Linked DNA regions of Mus musculus: regions 1 and 2 are each linked to region 3. Evidence: chromatin contacts called from public Hi-C data. All regions are on one chromosome and are shown on one strand. Each heading gives the region's core, a stretch centred on a gene start, on an enhancer-like site or on the middle of the called end of the contact. The rest is flanking DNA. Distances are from core to core; before and after follow the strand shown.

Evidence for each region. A called contact is a pair of places that touch in the nucleus more often than the background predicts.
Region 1: a contact with region 3 is called in a Hi-C map of cerebral cortex, with 6 times the contacts expected there. The contact joins the promoter of Pknox2 here to the enhancer-like site in region 3. A contact is called at or near these places in 18 of 39 promoter capture datasets (the 3T3-L1 cell line, 3T3-L1-derived adipocytes, cranial neural crest and 9 more), 2 of 15 datasets of contacts at CTCF or cohesin (the NIH/3T3 cell line and stem cell-derived epiblast-like cells), 32 of 484 Hi-C or Micro-C datasets (the C2C12 cell line, DN3 thymocytes, the HL-1 cell line and 17 more), 9 of 115 datasets of contacts at active chromatin or transcription factors (craniofacial prominence, double positive thymocytes, embryonic hindbrain and 4 more) and 3 of 9 other capture datasets (adipose tissue, liver and pancreatic islet).
Region 2: a Hi-C map of the P5424 cell line shows a contact between it and region 3, with 2.1 times the contacts expected there. The contact joins two enhancer-like sites. A contact is called at or near these places in 3 of 15 datasets of contacts at CTCF or cohesin (the NIH/3T3 cell line, large pre-B cells and pro-B cells), 25 of 484 Hi-C or Micro-C datasets (the 3T3-L1 cell line, the C10 cell line, the C2C12 cell line and 18 more) and 5 of 115 datasets of contacts at active chromatin or transcription factors (CD8 T cells, double positive thymocytes, embryonic stem cells and 2 more).

The regions. Positions count from the first base shown.
Region 1 is chr9:37,144,952-37,149,135 of GRCm38.p6, forward strand. It overlaps Pknox2 (Pbx/knotted 1 homeobox 2), which reads right to left and starts at 2,371. Exons shown (of 13, transcript NM_001029838.2): 1 at 2,290-2,371.
Region 2 is chr9:37,326,441-37,331,060 of GRCm38.p6, forward strand. The region is part of intron 4 of Ccdc15 (coiled-coil domain containing 15); the gene reads right to left. Among named protein-coding and RNA genes, the nearest start is that of Gm34885, 17 kb to the left of the region's middle. Within about 2 kb of position 2,286, at least 4 of the 459 cell types and tissues checked have an H3K27ac peak or open chromatin away from gene starts, as enhancers often do. A contact at or near this core is called in the P5424 cell line, where this site is marked.
Region 3 is chr9:37,228,185-37,232,271 of GRCm38.p6, forward strand. It overlaps Slc37a2 (solute carrier family 37 (glycerol-3-phosphate transporter), member 2), which reads right to left. Exons shown (of 19, transcript NM_001145960.1): 19 at 965-3,472. Among named protein-coding and RNA genes, the nearest start is that of Tmem218, 22 kb to the left of the region's middle. Within about 2 kb of position 1,852, at least 137 of the 459 cell types and tissues checked have an H3K27ac peak or open chromatin away from gene starts, as enhancers often do. A contact at or near this core is called in DN3 thymocytes, the P5424 cell line, Sertoli cells and 8 more, where this site is marked.

The sequences.
Region 1 (4,184 bases), core at 1,121-3,620, 83 kb before region 3:
TGGGAGGGCAAAGGGGCTAGAGTTTGGGATAAAACCATGTTGCTTTTGAACACCATCATTTCTGAGATTTGGGAGGGGGGTGTGTGGGGGGGCGGATGTTTAAATCCGTTTAAGCTTGTTATCTTGGATTCTACCAGTTGAAGAGCATTTGAATTCCAGAAAGCCAACAGCCTGGAGAAGTCCCAAGATAACATATGTGAGGGTAAGGAAACCCCGAACTTCCTCCTCCCTCTAGGATAGAACCTTGCCGGTATGGGCCGGCCTGTGCGCTCTTCGACATTGCCCTGGACGAAGCAAGCATCGCTTGCAGATAAACAGGCGGCAGATCCGATGAGGACTCCGGAGTTCGGGAATGTCTTTCCTTTGGCGGCAGCCACGATTCCTTAAGCCCCAGTAGCACCTCTCTACTAGTGGCCCCCTTGCCTGCGTCGCCTACCACTGTCCCGGCGGGCCACCAGCAACCACCCCGCCACGCTGAGGCCACAGACCGCAAGTGACTCCCAGAGCCTGCTGACTCTGCAGGGCCAGCTCCTTGGCTCCACTCGGACCCGGATGATGCTACCCGGTCACTTCGTACTGAATCACTATTTTTGTGTACCTTCCAGAGTCTTTCTCCTAGGTTTCAGCCCTGTGCACCCAGATCCTCTCATCCGCAAGATTCGCTTTAGGGGGAGAAGCAGCAGACGTTCGGGGCTCGCTCACCACGGCTGGAATCAACTACTTTTCTTGCCTACATAAAAGCTTTTCCTCCCACACGCTGTAAGAACCTGGACGCGCAATTCTTCCTACATTTCAATATCCTGATCCCGAGTGTCAGTTCTAAAACAACGTCACCGGCTCCGGAGTCAAGCCTCGGAGGTAATCGGGGCCCCGGCGCCTAACTCCAGCCCTCTGTCTTTGCCGGCATGTAAACTACACAGCGGCCCATCTGTCCCTATTCTGAAAACAGCTTGATTCCTGCAACCCAAACTCTAGCCTGCTCCAAAACCCAGCCCTCCTTTAAGGGGCTGATCCGCATCCCCCTCCCACTCCCAACCCGCGTCTTCCGACCGCGCGGGAACCCTGGCTGCCCTGTGAAGGACTCTCCAGACAGCGCGGCCCACTGCGCTCGTTTCTTCCTTGGCTTTGGAAGCCAGCCTAACCCGAAAGAAACAGAAACTTCGCGCGGCACATTCAGGACCCTGCCCCATCCCCATCGGCTTTCTTCTCGGGACGCTTTCCGTGCCCACCTCCCCCCCTTTTACGAATTTATCTTCTAGCTCTTCGCCAAGGACCCCTAATCCTCCCCTCCCCGCCCAAAAGACCCAACAATACGTAGAGAGCCAGTGACCCTACAAATTCTCCTCCTACTCCTAGTTAGAGTCCCTGAGCGTCGCCCCTCGGGTTCTGGTTTCTCTGACTAACACCTCCCCCCCCCCCATACACACACACATACATACACACACACACACACATGTTCCCCTGTCCCCACTGATCCTCCGGTAAACCTCTACTCTCCCTGCCTCCCCGGGCCGGGCAGGACGCGGCCGCCACTGCTTGACTCCAGCCACCCGGCCGCAGGCTAGGGCTGCTCCCGCTTCCAACCACTCGAAGGCAGCTCGGGGCTGGTGACACCTAGGAAGCTCCAGCCACAGGGCTCCTGGAGCCCGGGAAAGGAGAACCGAAGCCCGCCCGCAGTTCCCAGCCTCGCCCCCACCGAGCGCCTAGCCAGGAGCCGCCTGCGCAGGGACTCCGGCCGACGCGCTCGTCCCTGGGCTCGAGTCCCGGGAAGCTCCGGGTGCACGGCTTCCAGCCCGCCCGCTACAGGCTCTAGGGCCGCTGCGCTCTGAGTCCGCTGCCCAGCTGCTTGCGACCGCAAACAATGCACGCCCGGCCCTGGGCCAGAGGGGAGCGGGGCGAGGCGGCGGCAGCGAGGCGGGCACGGAGCTGCGCACCGGCCGGGTCCGGGAGCGGGTGGGCCGCGCGCTTCTCGCCGCCTCCTCGCCCAGCCTCGCCTCCCCTCGCGCGGCTTCGCTCCGCGCTCTCCCGGCGCTTCCCCAGCTTCTCTCTGCACGCTCCCGCCGTCCCTCTCTGCTCCCTGCCTCCCTCCTCCCTGCTGCCTCCCTCTCTCTCCTCCCTGCTGCCTCCCTCTCTCCCTCTCTCCTCCTTGCCCTGTCGCAATGAATAATACTCTGGCTTGGGGACTGGAATAAAACACACGCGCTCTGAGGCAGCCGCCCGCAGCAGCAGCCGCCGCCGCCGCCGCCGCCTGCAAAAGCGTCTCTGACATGGAAATGAATGACAGCTTACCTGATGCCAATCTTCATCAGACTGACACCGGCGTGACAACACAGCCTATACTTCCCAGCACTGCTCGGGACGTCAGCGGCACAGGGACCCGCCCCCCGGACTCCCTCCCCCCCCCTCCCCGCGCGCGCACACCTCCCCTCTCCCCACTCCCCCTTTCTCCCCCCCCCCCATAGCCCCCACCCACTCCTGGACCCGGCCGCTTCCCAGGCGAGGAGCTGCTAGAGTGTCTCCCTCTACTGGAGGCTCGGCTCAGACATCAGGCTCTGGCCTGCTTGCTGCTGGAGAGAGGCAGCAGGCGCCCAGACCTGGGGGTTGCCTGACAGAGGTGATGCAGTGAACCCCAGAAATGCAGGCGCACCCCTACCCGGTGTCCTCCTTAGCGATCAACTGGTGACGAGTTCCAAGACACCAGGTGCTGAAGAGATTGAGAGGAGGTGAAATTTTCTGTGTACCTCAAGAGAACCCCAAGAAAATAGGAATCTTCAAACTGGCAAGAAACGTTCTCTCCATCACACCCCCACCCCATTCCTGCCCGGCTGGCCTCATTTTTATGATTGCATTTGAATAATTCTCATTACCTTGGCCCCAGCAAAGGTGCTCAGGTGGTTAGTTATCCCTGGTCTCAAGAGCTTTTTTTTTTCCCCCTGCTGTAGGCTTCCTCTGACGCTTGGTTCATCCGAGGGTTGATGGGGTGGTTCAGGGGCAAGATAACAAGGGAAAGAGCCTTATCAGAAGCTATCCCTTGGCAAATGTCAGGCAAGTGCTTGGAAGCCACTGCTGTTTCATTCTTAAAACTGCTTAGCCAGCCAGTGTGTCCCGGAGGCTGGGCACCGTAAGGTGAGGGGAGTACTGTTTCAGCTTGGGCTTGCTGGGGTGGTCCAATCTGTTCCATACACCAAACAGGCTCCTCACCCAAGTCACTTCTACAATGAAAAGCCAAATCAAGCCAGTGCAACCATGCATGTCTCCATTTAGTCAACAAAGATGACTTTCCTACTGAGTGCCAAGTATAGGCTCAGCCACTCAGGATGCAGACTGGCTCAGCTCCTACACAGAGGACCAGAGAATCCCTTCTGCCCCCCTTGAGAAGCGGTTTCAGGCCACAGGCAGGTGACAATGAATCCTGTGACTCTCACACCAGGAAAGGAGCCTGGCTGAAGCCTAAACAAAGTCACTGAAAGTTAAGGAAAAGCTAAGAGGGAATCCAGACAGTCAGGTTCCCAGAAAAGGATCTAACCCCAGCAGAGGGAGGTTACCCTTTGCTCCATTCCAAGCCTCTGGGTCATTCCTCCCCTGCCTCGGATTCCGGCAAAAATGAGAAGTATCATTAGATCCAAAGGCTCAGAGACGTCTGCATCACATTCCAGATGTGCTCTTTATCCAGGTCCTGCCAGCAACTCCACATTCACCTGCAATGTTCCTGTGGGACGGGGAGGGGGCTTTCACCTATAGATCCACTGCTACAGATGGGGTTGAAACATCTTCCCATGGACTCCCTAAAGACTTTCACTAGGTAGAGTTATGTCACCCCAACCTCTGATCTGTGGTCAAAGACTGTGGCTCCTGACAGCATAATTGCTAGTATATATTTCACATTGTATAATAATATAATAATAATGAATCCACTTGCCCTTTTTATGTAGTACAGAAACACCAGACTCACTGACCCAGAGGCTGGAGGTCAGCCTGCCATAAAGTCGCAGAGGGAAATGCATTGCATAGACTGGGAGAGGAGCGATCCCTTTGACTCTGCCAGGGACCTCTGGAGAAGGGGTTGCTCTCCTTTGGAGGTTGCTGGCCAGTAGATTCAGATGGAGAATGGGCTGATAGTAAATACTTAGTTCATCAGAGAAGTGCCAGTGAGCATACAGACAAAAGCCATATACTACCCACTC
Region 2 (4,620 bases), core at 1,036-3,535, 99 kb after region 3:
CAGGAAACACTTCAAGGTTTTAAAGAACCTTTTAAAAGCAGTCCAATAGCACAGAAGATACTTCTAAGACTTAATTGACAAATGGGACTGCATGATACTAAAAAACCTTCTATATAGCACAAGAAGCCATCAGCTGGCTACTCACCTGGCAGAGGATTGTTACCTGGAATCTATAAAGAACTGAAAAAGTTACACCCTACAAGAGGGGATCTTGTGTAAATAAATAAAAGGACAAATGAACTTCAGACAGTTCTCAAAACAAAAAATACAAATGGCAGGAAGTATCTTTTCAAATGCTCAAAAGTCTTAGGTATCATGAAAATGCACATTAAAAAAAGAAAAACTGCTCTGAGATTCCATCTAAACCCACTCAGAATGCTGGCAAAGATGTAAGAGGGAAGGGCCATTATATTTTTGGTAGAACATAAACTGCAGCCACTATGGAAATATCAGCTGGAAGTATCTCAAAAACTAAAAATAGAACTAACAGTGATCTAGCGATAGCATTTCCATGAATACACCCAAAGGAAACCAAGTCAGTATGTCACAGAGAGTGACACAGCCGTTTTATTACTACTCACTATTTACAGTAGCCAGGATAGCAGGCCTGCCTAAGATTTATCAATGAATGAAGAAAATACATGATAGATATACACATTGGAATTGTATAAAAAGGAATCCATAAAAAGGAATGAAATGCCATTTGCACATGGGTGGAACTAGAGATCACCATGCCAAATGAAACAAGACTCAAACAAATGCATTATCACATTTTCTCTTATATACAAAATCTATTTACACACAAAATCTGTGCACACACATGTGCATGTGAGCACCACATACATACACACAATATGAAAGGAAAGGGGATTAAGAAAGAAGAGGAGGTCTAAGAAGGAGAGAAGAACAAGGGGATAATAAGAAAAGAAACAAAATACCACATTTTCACTTCTAAAGAATCTAGGTTTTAGAGAGAGCAAAAGTAGGGAGAGAGAAAAAGAGAGGCAGGCTAGCAAAAGGAAGAAGGATACAGTAGAAGAGAGCAATAAAGAGCAAAACATAACAATATACATAAAAATCTCATAATGAAATTAATGTAGTATATTAATTATATACTACCTAAAAAGTTATTTTTAAAAACCAAGATAGCAAAATCTTCAATGAGAAACAGGAAACTAAAACAAACCATGATAGTCTGAAAAGAAACAACGCTAAACTGCACGGTCTAAAGATGAATGTGTTATATGGTAAGAATGAAAATTCAGTTAAACAACCAAGAATGAAACCACAGCATCCAAATCTGTAAGGATAAATATCTGTACTAACAAAAGGAGCTGTGGTTACTAGTTTCCGTTCCTAATTACATGTGGCCATTCAATAGGTAGGGGATATCAAGCATTAGAAGGAGGTTGGATAGTAAGACAAAAAGAAAAACTAGTCAAAACACATTTTTTAAGAGTTTACTACAGTTAAGTTATTATTGTTGGTTTTTTTAGTGTGTGCATGTGAGCCAATGCTTGAAGGACTGAGGACAACTTGTGGGAGTTGGTTCTCTCCTTCCAACATATGGGTCCCAGAAAACAAACGCAGGTCACTGGGCCGGTGCCAAGCACCTTTACCTGTTGAAACAAGTGTCCCTACCAAATCACAGTCGAAATATGAAGGCCAGAAGCCCATCTGCAGAAATTGATTTTCTCCTTTCACTATGTGGGTCCTTGAGCTTGAACTCAGCTCACTCGGCTTGGCAGTGAGTGCCTTCCTACACTGAGCCACTGGCCCCTAAAAATGTTTTTTATTTCATCTTTTTAAAAAATATTACAATTATTTATTTCATACACTTGAGTGTGGTTTTGCTTTTGTTTTTTTGTTTTGATTTTTGTTTTTTGTTGTTATTTTTTTTAAAGATTTATTCATTTTAGTTTTATGTGCATGGGCATTGTACCTGCACGTATGGCTGTTAGCCATGTGTGTTCAGTGCCTGCAGAGGTCAGAAGAGGGCATCAGATTTTCTGGAACTGGAATTACAGACAGGTGTGAGCTGCCATGTGAATGCTGGGAATTGAACCTGAGTCCTCTGGATGAGCAGCCTTAACCTATGAACTAACTTCCTTCCTCCCTCCCTTCCTCCCTTCCTTCCATTTAAGGGAAGTGTAATTAAGTTAATAAAATGTAAGCATATTACCCAGATTTAGCATTAACTCCTAGACAACCCTGCTTTTCCAATAACCCTCGGCACCCTGTGGTTTGAATGCCAATGTCTCACACACGCTCATGTTTGGATGTTTGATCCCTAGCTTGAGGAAGAAGCTTATGAAGCCTTTAGAAGAAGGAGCTTTGTTGGAGGAAGGAGGTCACCGAGGTGACCTTGAGGTTTTAGCATAGCTGCATTTCCTAGAGACTTTGCTTTCTGAGTGCAGGCATAATGAAAACAGCCAGCCTCCCCCTCCTGCCACCATGCCTTCCTTGCCTGCTGCCTCATGGACTACTGCCCTGACCTCTAAGCCAAAATAAATAAGCCTTTTCTCTAAGTTGCTTTTGTCAAGGTATTTTATCAAGGCAACAGCAAGATAATTAAGACAACAGCTGATGCTTATATTATCACGTATAGTCCAGATGCCAAAACATTTTGTCCTTTAATATTTAAGCATCAGATAAGCTTTAAAACCCAATGCTGGCCAGGCCTGGTGGCATTCCCTAGGCAGAGGCAGGCAGATGTCTTTGACAGCCAGGGCTGTTACAAAGAGAAGCCCTGTCTTAAAAAAAGCAAACTGAACTGAACTAAACTAAACAAAACAAAACTAAACTAAATCTAATCAATGCCAGAGGCTGGAGAGACAACTCAGCAGTTAGGAGCACTGACTGCTCTTCCAGAGGGCACTAGTTCAAGTCTGAGCACCCACAATAGCTCACAACCCTCTGTAACCCCATTCCAGGGGTTCCAATGCCTTCTTCTGGCCTCTGCACGCACTGTACACACATAATGCATAGACATGTACATACAGGCAAAATACCCAATCATATTAAATAATAAAATAAAAAGTTAGGAAACAAAAACTTTAAAACCCCAACCCCAGTATTCTATTTTTCTACAGCTTAAAGAAACAAAAACGGAAACGTTCACTAACATTCAGAAACTAATTGTGTTTGCCATTATTTAATCAGTCCTAGATAAAGCAAAGGAGTTAATGCATTAACAGTTTCATTGGCTGGTTTCACAACGACATCTAGTGGATTAAAAGTGCAATAGCAATAGTAAGAATAAAAACAACTACTGGCTGTGTGGGCAAAAGTTCATAGGACCAAATTAATAATAAGTCACCCAACATCCTTTGTAAGTCAGCTCTTTCCAGGAAATAAAAGCAGGGGAGAAGGTATACAAATTTTTAAACTTTCATTTCATAAACTTTCACTTCATAAACTAAGATTCTTTATAACCTGATTTCCTACCTCACCTCATTTCTGTTCTTTTCCTTCATAAAATACTAACTGGAGGCTTCATCACTTATTGTAGACAAAACCAAGCATATTACAGATTCTACACTTTTTACTGTTCTTATCTCAAAACGTCAAATTTATCAATTCAGTTCAGCATACCAATTGAAAATAAACAGTTCAATTCTGTCTCTTGCAGGAATTCTCCCTGTACTCTTCCCTTATAATTTAAAATTTTAGAGTTCCCATGGCACAACCTTTGGAGTATAACAGACTATAGTATATCTCTCTGGAAAAATAAACCCATAGAGGGTCCTATTTCACATGTTATTAATATCCCCTACAATGCTTAACACATATAATGTCTTCCCTTATATGCTGCCTGATGTGTTAAAGCCAGAAGAAGTCCTATTACAATGAAATTTATAGTGAAAATCATGATGGCAAAGACGGAACCTATCCTTCACTCTTATATTGCTTATAATGTATCCAGTGCCTAGTTTAATAAATTCTTCATTTTTTTCTTTTCTTTCTTTTTTATTAGAGTCTACATGGCCCAGTATGGCCTCAAACTTTATATATTTCTAACCTGATTCCTGAAGGTTAAAATTATAAGTATATATCACCATGTCTGGCTCCTATTTATAAACTTTAAAAAGACAATTAAAATAATTATAAAAATGATTACTACAAATCACACAATGCCCCCAAAACAATGAAAAAAGTTTGGGGTAAAAGAAATTTAAAAAACAAGATTTGAAGATGATAGCATGTCTCTCTTAATACTCTCTCTACTTATACATAGATGACAATTCAATAATGACCAAGCATTGTGGGGAATGAGGAAATTCTGAATGAATATTGCTGAATGGACACAGCCATGTCAAGGACCCAGTCTTAGGGTTTTACTGCTGTGAAGAGACACCATGACCACATCAACTATTATAAAGGAAAACATTTCATTGGGGCTGGCGTTCAGTTCAAAAATTTAGTCCATTATTATTACGGTAGGAAGCAGGCAGGCAGACATGGTGTTGGAGAGGTAGCTGAGAGTTCTACATCTAGATTAGCAGACATTAAGAAATGACTGCCATACTAGGTATGGCTTGAGCATCTGAGACGTCAAAGCCTTCTCACAGTGACCACTTCCTCCAGCAAGGCCACACGTCCTAAGAGTGCCATTCCCTA
Region 3 (4,087 bases), core at 602-3,101:
AGGTGTCATTGTCAGATGCCATCCATCTTGATTTTTGTTTGTCTTAGGTAAATTCTCACTGTCTGGAGCTTACTATCTTCCTGTTTCTGCCTCTCGAGTGCTGGACAATTAACTTGCCCCCATACTTTTCTTCTTCGAGCGTGTTCTGGGAGTCAAACTCGGGTCCTCATGCTTACCCGGCAAGCATTTTACCCACTGAGCCAGCTTCCCAGCACTGGGAGCTCCAGTTTTTCTATGCTTCTGACTGTAAGTCGGTCATGCCTGTTTTGCACTAATGATGCGTATGAGTTTGCTATTGCTGCTGTAAAACATTACAAACTTCACATGGCTTAGAACAATGCACATGTATTATCTTACTGTCTCACAGGGCTAAGGACAATACTGTAGGAGAGATTCTAGGGGAGGACCTATTTGCATTCTTTAGCTTCTAGAAGTCCCTCACATTCCAGGGTTGATGAGCCCTTTCTGCATTCAGAAATCAGCAATGTAACATCTTCCACTGTTTTCCACCCCTGCCTCACTGTCATTCATGAGAGCCTTGTAGTTATCCTGGGCTCAGTTGACAACCCATCTCAAGAAGTCTCGTTTATCATGTAGCACAATATATTTATGGGATCTAAGAATTAGGGTGTAGACAGTCTGGGGGGGGGGAGGCATTACACCTTCTACAGGATATAGGGTTCCATTTCTTAGCTGTAAGGATGGCCTCCTTCCACCCCCAAACCTCCCTTATTCCCATAGCCTCGTGGACAAGGTCGGTTGCTTTGTCTAGGTCTCATGGCTCCCTGCAGCGGCCCTCCCCACCCTCTGTCTGGTCCCATGTTTAGGTCCTTCCTCACTCCTTCAGTGAAGCCTTAAAATTCTCAGCTCTACAAGAGGCTCTTTCCCTTCCAGCTACTTCCCACCTGCCACTCCTCATACACACTAGCCCAGCCTCCCAGTGGGTCTCTAAAGGAGAAACACAAAGAGTTATTGCCTTTTAATTACACGTGCTATTGTAGCATCTATAAGGAAGAACATTTTAAGCTTAATTGAGACCAAATGTGAAGTTAAATTAAATGAATAACTAATTAAGGTAATGTTCCTGCATTAGCCCCGTGTGAGTGCAGAGGCCTGAGAGAAGACAGGTACCAGGCCTCTAGTGAACAAACTGTGCGCAGAGCTGGCGTGTTGGGGGGATGAGGAGGGTGCAGAGAACCTGGCCTGGCAAGCGAGTGCAGAACGGTCCATGGGGGTGGTGATCCTCAGCCTTTGGGGTTTTCTCCAACCCTCTTCTTACACCTCCAGCCTAAGCCTTCATTTTTGAAGCCTGGCTCTGGGCTCTCACAAATCTTTTGAAGCTTTCTAATGACTCTCTTGCCTGCCTGGAGTGCATGTGTGCGTGTGTCCATGCTCTGGTCCTTATCCCAGCATAGGACAGCATGACAAGATTTATATTAGCTTCTTCTGTCTTCTGCTTCTCACTGCCTTTTCATATTGATCATCCAAGGCCCTTGGATTCTTCCTTCAAATACTGTCACACGTGAAGCCACCAGGATCGCCCCTACTGGCCCTGCCCACCAGTCCTGTCGCATCAGGTCTGAACTAATGAATGATGTAGCCCTCAACTGAGGTCATTGCTTTGTAGCTTGTGTTGTTTCTATTTTCATAGTCTGTCTTCTCTGCAAAGGAGACAAGAGCAGCAAGTGTGACTAACACTTATCTCCCTTCACACCAGTCCCATGCCTTGAGCAATGTTATTCCCCTGTGTAGATGAGGAGACAGGAAGAATGTGGTAAGTAATGAGGCTGAGATAGAGAAGACCTCCTAGAACCACTCCTCCCACACTGATCTCTCAAGAGGCTGTGTCAGGAAAGCAGAGTCTTCCTTCTCTGCAGAGGAAGGAATAGCAACCCTGCCTGCCCTGGACTCTACTACGGGATGCTATCACCATCTAGTGGCCTACAGAAGTAACACAGCTTTGCCTTAAAGTCTGTCCTTTCCACATAAGGTCAGTCTTTCTGGTCTTGAGGGATTTGTGAACACTGAGCAGACTACCATGTGCCAGCCCCTGCCCTGTACCAGGTCCTGAGGATAAGATGTGCCTGACTGACTGCTTCCTGCAGGACTAAAGTGAGAACCAGGCAAGTGAGCTTTATATTTTATTGCTGAGGCCAGTGTATCTAGCTAACACACTGACTGACACAACATCCTAGTAAATGCAATGGATGTATCTTGTATGGGGGTCTAGGCTCCTGCTGGATTGCACAGTGTTATCAATGTCATGAGCAATGCCCTCTGGGAAAGACAGCTGTCGCAGCCCCAGAACACCAATCTTTGTTGTTCATGTGACAATGCTTTACTGCCCCTCACGAGCCCCATGGCTGCTGCTATGCCAGGCCCTACCAAGGATAAGCAGTGGCACAGTTGGCAAAGGAAATCTGTATTGGTGCTGATGGGCAGCTTAGAGGTCAGGCGGAAATGCCAGGAGTCAGCCTGGCATGTCGTGAACCAGGACTCAAGAGCGGAAGGAAGGGGCATCAGAACACCAGGCAGAGGGTGGCTGCAAGGTGTCTCCTAGCAACTGCTCAGTAGCAGTTACGCAGATGTTTCCAGTGGTATCTTCATTTCTTGCTAAACTTGGCACCTATGTTCAGGGTTAAGTTCTTCCCATAGCCACTTCCTGTTTGTTCTTAAAGGACAGCTGTCATGACTTGAGCACCCAGTGCTTAATTCACACTGGCATTTGCAGTTGTATACAACACCTTAGTCTTCACCAAACTGACCCTGATGTCTTCATCCACTGAGGCATCTTAAGAGTGAGGCAAGGAAGGTACTGGGCTCTGAGGGTGGACACGGTCAAGAGCCCGAGAGCAAGTTCCCCTACATTTAGTACTTATGACAGCTCCCGTACCCCATCCAAGCCTTGACTCTGCAAAGGCAGCACTAATGCTTCAAAGTGGCTGAGTTATCAACAGGATCGAGTGGAGGATAGATCAACAGGGTCCTACTTGGAGAAATACAGAAAGAATAGTTCATAGACAGAGACAGACACAGAGACAGAAACAGAGAGAGAGAGAGGCCCAGCACCTTTGAAACAAGGTGAAATCCCTCATAGGTACAGGATAATTACAGAGGTTTATAATTTAACATGGGAAGGAGAGATGCACCTTTTCCAGGCCTTGGAATCCAAACAAGCAAGAGTCTGAACCTGTCCTTCCTTTCTGCTTTCAGCCCATTCCTTCTGATTGCAGTTCCCAGAGCTCAGGCCTTGAAGTCTGCCATGTTCCCATGCTTGGTGCTCAGCAGCCCCTTCCCATAGAGTTTTCTGTACCCTTCCTTAGTGGCAATGTAGCTTGGGGCTAGACCAGTTAGATCAGGAGGCTTTGCCTCTCCCTGTGATGGAAGCTTCCATTCTCTTGCTCATAAGTTGGGTACCCAGCAGGGGTGGCCCATGTTGCTCTTCCAATTGAGGCCTCAAATTTGTTTGTACCTGCATGAACAGAGGGTGGGATGGAAGAGAAAGTAAGCCACAACTTAATAAGCTTCTGCCTTTCATGTCTACTGTTCGTAATTAGGGTTCCCCTTTACTTGTTGGGCAGGCACTAACAAGCCAGAATAATATGGGAAACAAAGTGTTTCTGCCACATTTGGCCACTTCACAAAAAGCATCACTCCCTATCTCATTCTCTCTGTGCCTCAGACCAACCCTGACAGGCATTTGAGGAAAACACCCCCATTATGTTCAATGATGCAGAGCCTGAGGAGTCTGCCAAGGTCTTAGATAGAGGTGAGTGTACAGAGAAACCAAGAACCTCAGGGACTTCAGGTTCTCAGCCTAGAGCTCTCCTTGTCCCAGCCATTTCTTAATGGGCCTGCCAGGAAGAACCAGCCTGGGAGAGCTGCAGTGCCCAGAAAGACAAGCTACCTCCACAAACCTGGGTTCCGCTTTAGGTTCTGCCAGGACTGGCTCCTCACTTCAAATGAGAATACCTGCCTCTCAAGGAGGCTAAGAGGTGAGCCACAGGGAGGTGAGCCTGGCCTCCACTCCAGATCACTACATACTTTTCTCCCTTTCTGCTTTTCTTTCTCTTCCTGGCTCCCTTCA